2 separate regions of the Mus musculus genome follow, and region 2 is linked to region 1. A link is a contact called in public Hi-C data. All regions are on one chromosome and are shown on one strand. Each heading gives the region's core, a stretch centred on a gene start, on an enhancer-like site or on the middle of the called end of the contact. The rest is flanking DNA. Distances are from core to core; before and after follow the strand shown. Region 1 overlaps Usp12 (ubiquitin specific peptidase 12). Region 2 holds the start of Rpl21 (ribosomal protein L21).

Evidence for each region. Hi-C and Micro-C count contacts between places; a contact is called where the count stands out from the background.
Region 2: a Hi-C map of uterus shows a contact between it and region 1, with 3 times the contacts expected there. The contact joins the promoter of Rpl21 here to the enhancer-like site in region 1. A contact is called at or near these places in 7 of 39 promoter capture datasets (the C10 cell line, the HPC-7 cell line, embryonic stem cells and 4 more), 30 of 484 Hi-C or Micro-C datasets (B cells, CD4 T cells, CD8 T cells and 17 more), 14 of 115 datasets of contacts at active chromatin or transcription factors (the HPC-7 cell line, the SCID.adh cell line, bone marrow-derived macrophages and 7 more) and 4 of 9 other capture datasets (adipose tissue, liver, macrophages and 1 more).

Annotation. Positions count from the first base shown.
Region 1 is chr5:146,764,973-146,769,704 of GRCm38.p6, reverse strand. Usp12 (ubiquitin specific peptidase 12) reads left to right here. Exons shown (of 9, transcript NM_011669.3): 2 at 688-768. Among named protein-coding and RNA genes, the nearest start is that of Usp12, 28 kb to the left of the region's middle. Within about 2 kb of position 1,919, at least 22 of the 459 cell types and tissues checked have an H3K27ac peak or open chromatin away from gene starts, as enhancers often do. A contact at or near this core is called in pancreatic cancer cells and uterus, where this site is marked.
Region 2 is chr5:146,830,432-146,835,163 of GRCm38.p6, reverse strand. It overlaps Rpl21 (ribosomal protein L21), which reads right to left and starts at 2,274. Exons shown (of 6, transcript NM_019647.6): 1 at 1,993-2,274; 2 at 902-980; 3 at 655-716; 4 at 60-172. The coding sequence starts at 968. LOC115490268 (a small nucleolar RNA gene) reads right to left here and starts at 330; the gene lies at 260-330. It overlaps LOC115490276 (a small nucleolar RNA gene), which reads right to left and starts at 20; the gene lies at 1-20.

The DNA of each region.
Region 1 (4,732 bases), core at 670-3,169:
TTACCCTGTGGGCATCTGGCTGCTACTTCTGGGTCTTCCTCCAGGACAGCAGGTTATAGATACTAGTCCAGTTGGGTCTCCCATCCTTAAGGAGTCCTGTTGCACATGCTGGCTGGGCCCTGAACTGTGTGAACCAACCTACCTACCTTCCTTTCTTCCTTTCTTCCTTCCTTCCTTCCTTCCTTCCTTCCTTTTGGCTCCAAGGTGGTTGCCAGCAAAGTCTTGTTCTATTACAGTATAAAAGTCAGTTTTCCTTGATTGCTTAGAGGGTGGGAAGTATGCTAGGAACATGAATCCTGACTAACTTGTGTAAACTAGTATTTAGTCATGTGATTACAAGCTATTAATTTTGGGGGCTGGAGAGATGGCTCAGTGGTCAAGAACACTGACTGTTCTTCAGAAGGTCCTGAGTTCAAATCCCAGCAACTACATGGTAGGTCAAAACCATCTGTAATGAGATCTGATGCCCTCTTCTGGTGTGTCTGAAGATAGCTACAGTGTACTTACATATAATAAATAAATAAATAAATCTTTTTTTTTAAAGCTATTAATTTTTCAATATCATTCTTTGTGAATAATGTTGGTTTGCTGTAACTTGAGTGTGGCCTTAGAAGGCTGTCTCAGCCTGTATGACTGTACATTATAGAAATACTGTAGATCCTGATCATTGCGGTTTTCTTTTTACAGGGCGCCAATGCCTCGGCATTAGAGAAAGAGATTGGTCCAGAACAGTTTCCGGTCAACGAGCACTATTTTGGATTAGTCAATGTAAGTACATTCCAGCCTTGAAGCTGTGCAGCACTGAGGCAGTACGCTTCCTCCTTCAGTAAAGGAAACCCATTTGTGGCATTAGGATTGAAAATGACCTGTAGTTGAAAGGAGGTAAACTTGTCTGAGGTCTTAAGACTTTCAGCCTAATTTCACAGTTATGGCAACAGAATTCTCACAGCAAAAGTTTGATCTGTAACTAGACAAGTAATTGCTTGATATTTAAGAGTTCTTTAACTAGTGTATCGCACATATACAGCCATGTAAAAGCTTCCTACAAGAGAGGCCGCTGGCCCCAATCCGTAAAGCCTGGCAAGAACTTGGGAATTTAACTGAACGTGTTTTTTACAGAACTGAAACTCAACAAAGAAAAAACATATTATTTTCCTAGTTCCAAGTCTGTCCTGGATATTTCAGTCTTGGTGGCAGATACGACATAAAAATACATTTGATAGTGAAACTCCGCAGCCCTGTCCAGAATGGCTGCTCTCACTAGATGATCATAAAGTTGTATCATATTCAGGTCTGGTTAATTTTGAATTATTTTTTTAGAGATATCATGAGTCAGTGTAAATATAAACAGCATTTATGCTTCTCTTGAGGCCACAAAGCAGTCAGCTCAGGATAGACCGGAGGGATAAACTGTGGCGAGACCATTGAATTTGTTTGATAGATAGAAATACAGCTTCTGGTTGTCATGCCTCATTATTATATAAATCTTGCCACTTGTGGGGTTTTCAGGACCCAAGGGTTCAGGTGCCTGAGAGCCTTGGCCTCTACTCAGATAGCAGTCTGGTTGCAGGGCTGGGCTTCGCTGTGGCTGATGCTTTCAGGCGGCTTCTGTTGCTTCCGCCCTTTGTGCCCAGCCCTTACTCTCTCTGCAGCTTTTCTCTTGTTTGCTTGGCTGCTGCTTTAGTTTTAGAACTGTAACACTACTTACTCAGAGGTGTCCCTTAAATATCAAGATTGGCTCAACTCCCTTGAGATGCCTGCTCTCACACGTGGGGTGTACAACTGTCCTTTCATAAGCACCAATTTCTGTATTATTTTGTGTGATTAAGTCTGTATCAAAACTCCAGTGTTGCGTAAAAACAACAATGGTGTTGGACCTGGGAGTGGTGGTGTGGGGAATGGGTTGGGTAACTCAGAGGTCAGTTTCGAGTCCTGTTCCCGTCTGTGTCTTCTGTGCATGGTGAGCAGCGCTCATCTGTGGAGCTGTTCTAGGAACTCTGAAGTGGGGTCGGACAGCCTGGGTGGTGGAGCACTGTGCAGTGTGCTCAGGGCCCTGGAGTCCATGCTCCCCAACTGCAGGGGGGTTGCAGGAGGGGAAGACACTTTGGGGTGTAAGGGAGAGCTCCTCCCATCAGCCCGTAAGTAGCTGCATTCCCAGGCTGCTTTGCTTTTCCGGGAAGTACATAAGGAAGAATTGCTGCTAGACCTGCCTTACGGGGGTCCCTTTTGGACTATGTGGGTAGGGTCATCAACAAGCACTCACCTGTGGGAGCCAGGGCCTTTGTGTTTGCACAGCAGTTAAGACAGACAGCTGACTAGCCTACAGGAGACAAATGGGATGATTCTCAGCATTGTTAATCATCGCCTGCTTAATCTAGCTTTAGTTATAGGTTGGTTTGGTTTTGTTTAATCTGTTTTAAAACTTTTATTAGCTAAATTCTTTGAAAACATTGTTTTGAACTTTGATCCTATAGTTGTGTGAGTAGGTCCGTGGTTTTTGCTGGTGAGGAGCTTGCAGGATGAACAAGCTTTTGAATGTCTGTGGTATGGGACACACACTGAGTAGAGCTACTGGACTGTGGAGTGCTGTCTCCTCACTGCTGTGTTGGCGCCTCCTGGGCTATGCAGTTCTCAGGCCACTCTGGCACACACCCTGCAGCTCCATTATGAGCCTCCTCACCAGATTCCTGTTAGCAAAGTTAGGATCGCTGGGGCTGGAGAGAAGGCTCAGGGGTTAGAGCACTGGCTGTTGTTGTGGAGGACCTGGGTTCGGTTCCCAGCTCTTACGTGGTAGCTCCCGACCACCTGTGACTCCAGTGTCAGGAGACTATATACCTTCCTTTGGCCTCCCCGGGCATTGCATGGAAGTAGTTGATAGACACATGTACTGGCAAAGTTATCTGTACACATAAAATAAAAATAAAGTTCCAAAACATTTAAACAAATTATGTTGCCTTCCTAGACTTTTCTGATGGATTGTTTAAGCTGAGTTGTTTGGAACAAGACCTGGGGTGGAGAAGAGAGAATAATGTCTTTTTCTTTGCCTCTGGGTTCTGGGTGTGATTAGGTGGAAGGTGTCCTGGATCTGTTTTCTTGCAAATTGATTTCATTCTTGTCTTGTGTCTGTCCATCTGGTAGACACAGCCTGTTTGGTGGTTGTGTTCCAGAGATGCCAGAGAGTTCCTAGTCAAAGAAAGCCGGTCCAGGGATTCTATCTAGATTGTTGAGGTGCCCCGTCTCCCCACAGATGTGATGACATGGGTGTGGTCAGCTACTGGACAGGATAAAGGTGGAGTTGGCATGGAGGCATGGGCAGTAGGATAGAGTGGGAGTGAGCAGCACAGTACACGGTGGTGGGGGCAGGGGTGGGGATGGAAAAAGCTTCTAGATTAATTCATAGCCTTTGGACCATTTGGGCAGATGCAGAGGTTGGGGTCGCCAGGCTGACTGGTTGAAGAAGGTATTTTCATAGTGGCCAGGGAGAGGGCTGAACAGGTAAAAATGCTAGCTCACCATACACACGCATGTCCACACGTATGGATATGAATTTTTAAAAGTATCTTAGGATCTGGGGAAAGTTTGGCTCTTGGTATACCATTTCAGTTGGCCCTTAGTCACTTGTAACTCCAATTTCAGGCTGTCTGACTCCCTCTTCAAAGGTTTTTTTTTTTTTTTTTAATGTAAGTACACTGTAGCTGTCTTCAGACATTCCAGAAGAGTGCGTCAGATCTCATTATGGATGGCTTTGAGCCACCAGCAATCATTTATGGTGGTTGCTGGAAATTGAACTCAGGACCTCTGGAAGAGCAGTCAGTGCTCTTAACCGCTGAGCCATCTCTCCAGCCCCCTCTTCGAAGTTTTTAAAGCCAGGAATGGTGGCACACATCTTTAATCCCAGCTCTTAGGAGGCAGAGGCTGGAGGATCTCTGTGAGTTCAAGGCCAGCCTAGTAGTCTACATAGTGTGTTCCAGGACAACCCTGTATTGAAAAACAAAAGAAGGGCGTGTGTGTGTGTGTGTGTGTGTGTGTGTGTGTGTGTGTGTGTGTTGTCTTAATTTGGGTTTTCCTGCTGTGAACAGACTCCATGACCAAGGCAATTCTTATAAGTCAATATTTAATTGGGGCTGAGTTTAGTTCATTCTCATCATGACAGGAAGCACAGCAGCACCCATGGTGCTGGAGGAGCTTAGAGTTCTTCATCTTCTACCAAAGGAAGCTAGGAGCACTCTCCTCAGGCACCTCGGAGGAAGGTCTCAAAGCCCACCCCCACAGTGACGCACTTCCTCCAACAAGGTCACACCTTCTCCAAGGCCATACCTCCTAACAGTGCCACTCCCTGGGCCAAGCATATTCAAGCCACCACAGGGGGGTTATTAATTATTGTGAGGTTTTAATATCAACTGTTGAGAAAGAATTCTAACTCTCCTTAATGATTTCCTTAATAGAACTGATTAAGGAAAACTATCCAATGGCAGGACTCAGGGCTGGGTAGTGCTGCATCAGAAGATGGATTGGCTGTGTTGACACAGTGGGGGCCTACACTGGAAAGTTTTCTGTCAGCTTGACACAGGCTAAAATCATCTGAGAAGGGAGCCTTAATTAAGGAATTGCCTGAAGATCAGAGTGTACTAAGCCTGTAGGGCATGTTCTTAATTAATAGTCCATGGGGGATGGCCAGCCCACTGTGGGTGGGGCCATCCCTGGGCTGGTGGTCCTGGGCTCTATAAGAAAG
Region 2 (4,732 bases), core at 1,025-3,524, 65 kb before region 1:
GGCAAAGTGAAAGGGGGGGTGAGGCCAGCTACTTAGTCAAAGAAAGGCGCTCTACTCACTTAACCTGCTTGTTGACAATGATGCCCACGGCATGCTGGGTGACATTGTAGACTCTTCCGGTTTTGCCGTGGTAGCACTTATGGGGCATTCCTTTTTGAACAGTGCCCATTCCCTAGTCAACAGAAAAAGTATTATTCCAGAAATTCCTCTTTTCAAATCCTTGTAACTAACCAAGGCTCCCTTTCAAGGTCAGCTCAAGAACTCTCAGAGCCGGTGAAATGTGGTTTTCACATTGCATCAAGCAATCAAACAGACAATCATCATTAAGTTCCAGAGCGACAGAATCTGTTCAACGACCCATCAAAGGACACGGCCTTCACGGGGGGTTCCGTAACACTGCCATCTTTAATAACAAATATTATCTTCATATGGGGGTCTAACTGTACAGCCTCATCTGGCCTTGAACTAGAGAAATCTGCTTGCCTTTGCACTGAGTGCTAGCTAGGCTCAAAGGCATGAGGCAGCGCTCTCAATTCCTAATAAGGTTATTTTTAACTGTATCTTTTACTTTTCCCCCATCCTGGGCTATTAACTTCAAGTAATTAAATCACAATTCCTAACACGTGTGCCCTTCCCTCCACTCCATCAACTTACCTTGATGTCTACAATATCACCCTTCTTGTAGATTCGCATGTATGTGGCCAAAGGAACAACGCCTGCAAAAGGAAAAAAAAAAAAAATCAAGACTTCTAGAACCACAGGTACACTTTCATGAGTATACCAGTTTCCAACCCAAGTCCACATTCGGCAGTTACATACACTGTAAAGGACAATGTCTCTGACAAGCAAAGCCAGACTAAGACATGCCACTTCTCCTCAGGCACAGACATAACAAACTTACCATGTTTCCTAAAAGGCCTAGAGAACATGTACCGGGTGCCTCTCCTCTTTCCCTTTGTGTTCGTCATTTTGGCGAGTTACTGAAACCAGAAAAGTTATCAGTCAAATAACAATTCACAGTTTATGTTATTAACTGTCCCAATAACCACACCCCCAAAAGTCATCTTGTCGCACAGGGCAGGCCCTCTCAACCTCAGCACCTCCGTCAACCTTCCAAATCACAGGAATTGAAAATGGGTGCCCACAATTCCTCTTAGCAAAAGAGGCCAAATTCTATCATTAGCACCATCAGACTGGATGCTAGAACTTAAGCCAATACATTGCAACCTGCAACTCCAGGGTAACTTGAAGACCACCAAACTCAGCCTCTTTGATGCTGTTTAATTCCATTTTACTACAGTAGCTTTCTATCAACAATCTCTTAATCGCACACCTGCACTTTCGAATGCTATTAGGAAGCATGCATAGAAAACCACATTCCAACTAAATTTAAATGCTAATTTAACACCATCTACGAACTTACCTACTACACATATTTAGAACCAGATCGTGTATTCCCACAAACCAACAAGGTTTGGATTACTCCAGTCATCCAGGGCAGAAATACCCGCCATTCCTAACCACAAGGGAAGCTCCAAAGCATGGTGTACTAGACATAACCCCTTGCCCTTGTAGTCTTAAGCAGCCTTAATGTTACCTTCCTTCCCCACGCTCGTCTTCTAGGGCCAAAATTCCTAAGTGTTTCATGTATCCAGAGGAAGGGTCCCCATTACATCATTACCAGGCTGACCCGGCGGGCACCCTCCTCGCCCGAGCCAATTCCAGGCTTCGGCACCCCGGCATCGTTAAGACCCAAGCAGAATCCTAAGTCCCAGCCCGACAGCACATGCTCAAGTCTGGGGTTGGGCGGACGCCCGGCAACCAAGACTGCGCCAGGCCCGGCTCCCCCGGATAGAAGCTCCCTAGCATACACCGCCCAGGGCAGTGACCTCCAGACGGTCTCCCCACGCCCCTAACACGCAGTCTCTGCGGCGTGGGCGCCACACGCAGCGTGTGTGGAGAACAAGACGAGAGAGCCACGCGCGTACCAACCTGGAAGATGGCTGCGGCGGCCGAAAGGAGGAGGGCGGGGCTGCGCGCTCTTACAAGGCCCGAGGGCTGCCCGCGAAGCTGCCTGAAGAGAAACGCCGGGCCCGCGAGGCTGGTCGAGAGAACCTCATCGTCCCGATAACCTGGAGACGCCGTGAGGACACGCTCCCCGGCGCAGATTAAAGGCAGCAGGCCAACAGAAACTCACTCAGGCATCCTGCTAGACATCCCGGAATGGGGCCCTCGCGGGCGTGGAGCCGGACGCGACTTCCGTAGCGTGCTGACGTTACCTTGCGTCGTGTGACGTAGGAGGCACCGCCTCTCTGGGTTGCCCAGCGTTTTGCGGTGTGGTACTTGTTAGTGTTAGTGTCTCCTGAGTTTCCAGGCCATCCTGAGCCACATAGGCGAGACCCTGTCTCAAACAAAACAAAACGCCTCACTTTGGTTTTCTTTCCTCTCATACCTGTAGCTCGAGCCTATCTAGAGACTAGCCTATCTTGTCTATTAATTGTACAAAATAATAGGTTTCATTTTGACATCTTAAGACAGGCGTGTGTGTAAAGTACTCTCATCATAGGCACCCCATTAGCCTTTTCCTTCCCTTCCTGTCTCCCTGGCTGTAGATAAGGGTGTTTAGTCAGTCATACTGGAAGCAGTATTCCTAATAATCTATGGGGATAACCGAATTGGATATTACGAGCGCTCGAATAATAGATGAGGACTTTGAGAGATGAACATTGTTATTTTTATAATAGCTATTCGGATCGTCATTCCACATATGCAGTAGTGCCCCACTTAAAATTGGAGACATTAATTTCTGTCCTTAGTATGCGTTCTTGGGAAGGTAATTCCCACCTTCAGCAAAACAAGAAACTAGCGTGCTGGTTCAGCCAGGAGGCTGGAGTGAGTGCACGTCTTAAGCTGAGATCTCTGCCAAGCCATGCTCACGGACAGCCTGCTGACCGGAGTCTTCTGCCTGCTTCCAAGCTTCATCCTTGAATATTTATGAACTCTGAAAACCACTGTATCCGGCTAATAAACCCCAATAATAAATTCGCTAAAATCCAGCGAGTGACATATCCAGCCAGGGTTAGGTTCTGCTGTTTGAAATCCCTACATGATGACCATTTAATTGGAAGGTTCTGTAATAAGACTGAAGCCCTAGCCGGGCGTGGTGGCGCAGGCCTTTAATCCCAGCACTTGGGAGGGCAGAGGCAGGCGGATTTCTGAGTTCGAGGCCAAGGCTGGTCTACAGAGTGAGTTCCAGGACAGCCAGGGCTATACAGAGAAACTCTCTTGAAAAACCAAAAAAAAAAAAAAAAAGAAAAAAAAAGACTGAAGCCCTATCTCAGTGTGTGAAAAACATAACTGATTTAATTAACCAGGAGTTTAATCCGAGGCTTCAATTATTGAGCAAACTTTAATATCTATGACCAAATTATGTACGGTTACTTATAATTAATTTTTATCTTGGTCATAACAAAATTTTATCCCCAAGGCAATTTTTGTTTGATTTTGAGATAGAGTCTCATTGTGTGGCTATGACTTATTTGGAACTCAGAGGAATCTGTCTCCCTCTGCTTTTTGAGATCTGCCTGCCTCTGCATTCTGGGTGCTGCGATTAAAGGTGGACACCATCATATCTGGCCTGATTTTTCTGTTCTTTAGCATATTACTTACTTTAGTTGATTTGGGTTGAGTGTAATCAAAATGATACTAGTGCTTGCCTAAGAGTTGAGAACATAAAGGTACTATACAAAAATTAACGCCAGGATTAAACATGTTCTTGCTCTGGGCCATTGTTTTAGACTTTACCAATCTTTACCTATTGCCTGTGATGTGTGTGTGTGTGTGTGTGTGTGTTTCGTGCCTCGGTGTATATGCACATACATATTCAGGTATATAAGTTGAGAGTTAAAACACTTACACTAAACGTGCAGACCCTAACTGTACAATTGGATTTTTTTGTACTAACATTTTTAAGCTTCATAACCTATACCTGCAGTCAATATTCAGAATGTTACCTCCTCCAAGACTCCTGGAACTTCTTCCTAGTCAATCAACTGTCCCATCAGAATCATGAAATATTCTCATTTCTGATTTCTTTTCTCTATTATTCCTCTTGTCTCTTTCTTTCATTAAACAAACAAAGGGGCTAGGGAATTGAATCGAAGACACAATGTATACCAGACAAGCGCTCCAAGGCTAAGCTACACCCCCGCCCAGTATCCCGATTTCTATAAAAATATTGTTGTTTAATTGCAGGTAAGCAGCACCATACAATTTATATGTTCTTTTCTCTCTCTCTCTCTCTCTCTCTCCCTCTCTCTCTCTCTCTGTCTCTTTTATCCTGCATAGTGTTTTTGAGATTCAGTCATGTTGCACATGTCAGTAGTTCAATACTACTTAATGCTAACTAGTATTGCTAACTAGCATTTAATGCTAACTAGTATTGCACTATGTGGATATGCTGAAATGTGACTTCATGCTCTTTTAACTAATATCAGGTGGGATACAGGACAATTTACTTTTCTCTTGATAAAGATTAAATATTTGTTCTCTCTCTTGATAAAGCCATGCAAGTTTTCGTGAACTTGTTCTTCAGTCGGGATGACAGGTAGGTAGCAAGGACATTTCTGGTTGTACGTTAGGTCTGCACATCACTTCATTTTAAAGCATTCCAAGTAGCTCCCAAAGGGAACAGTTTTGCTTGCTTAGCATTCTCCTCTGAAGGAGGAATCAT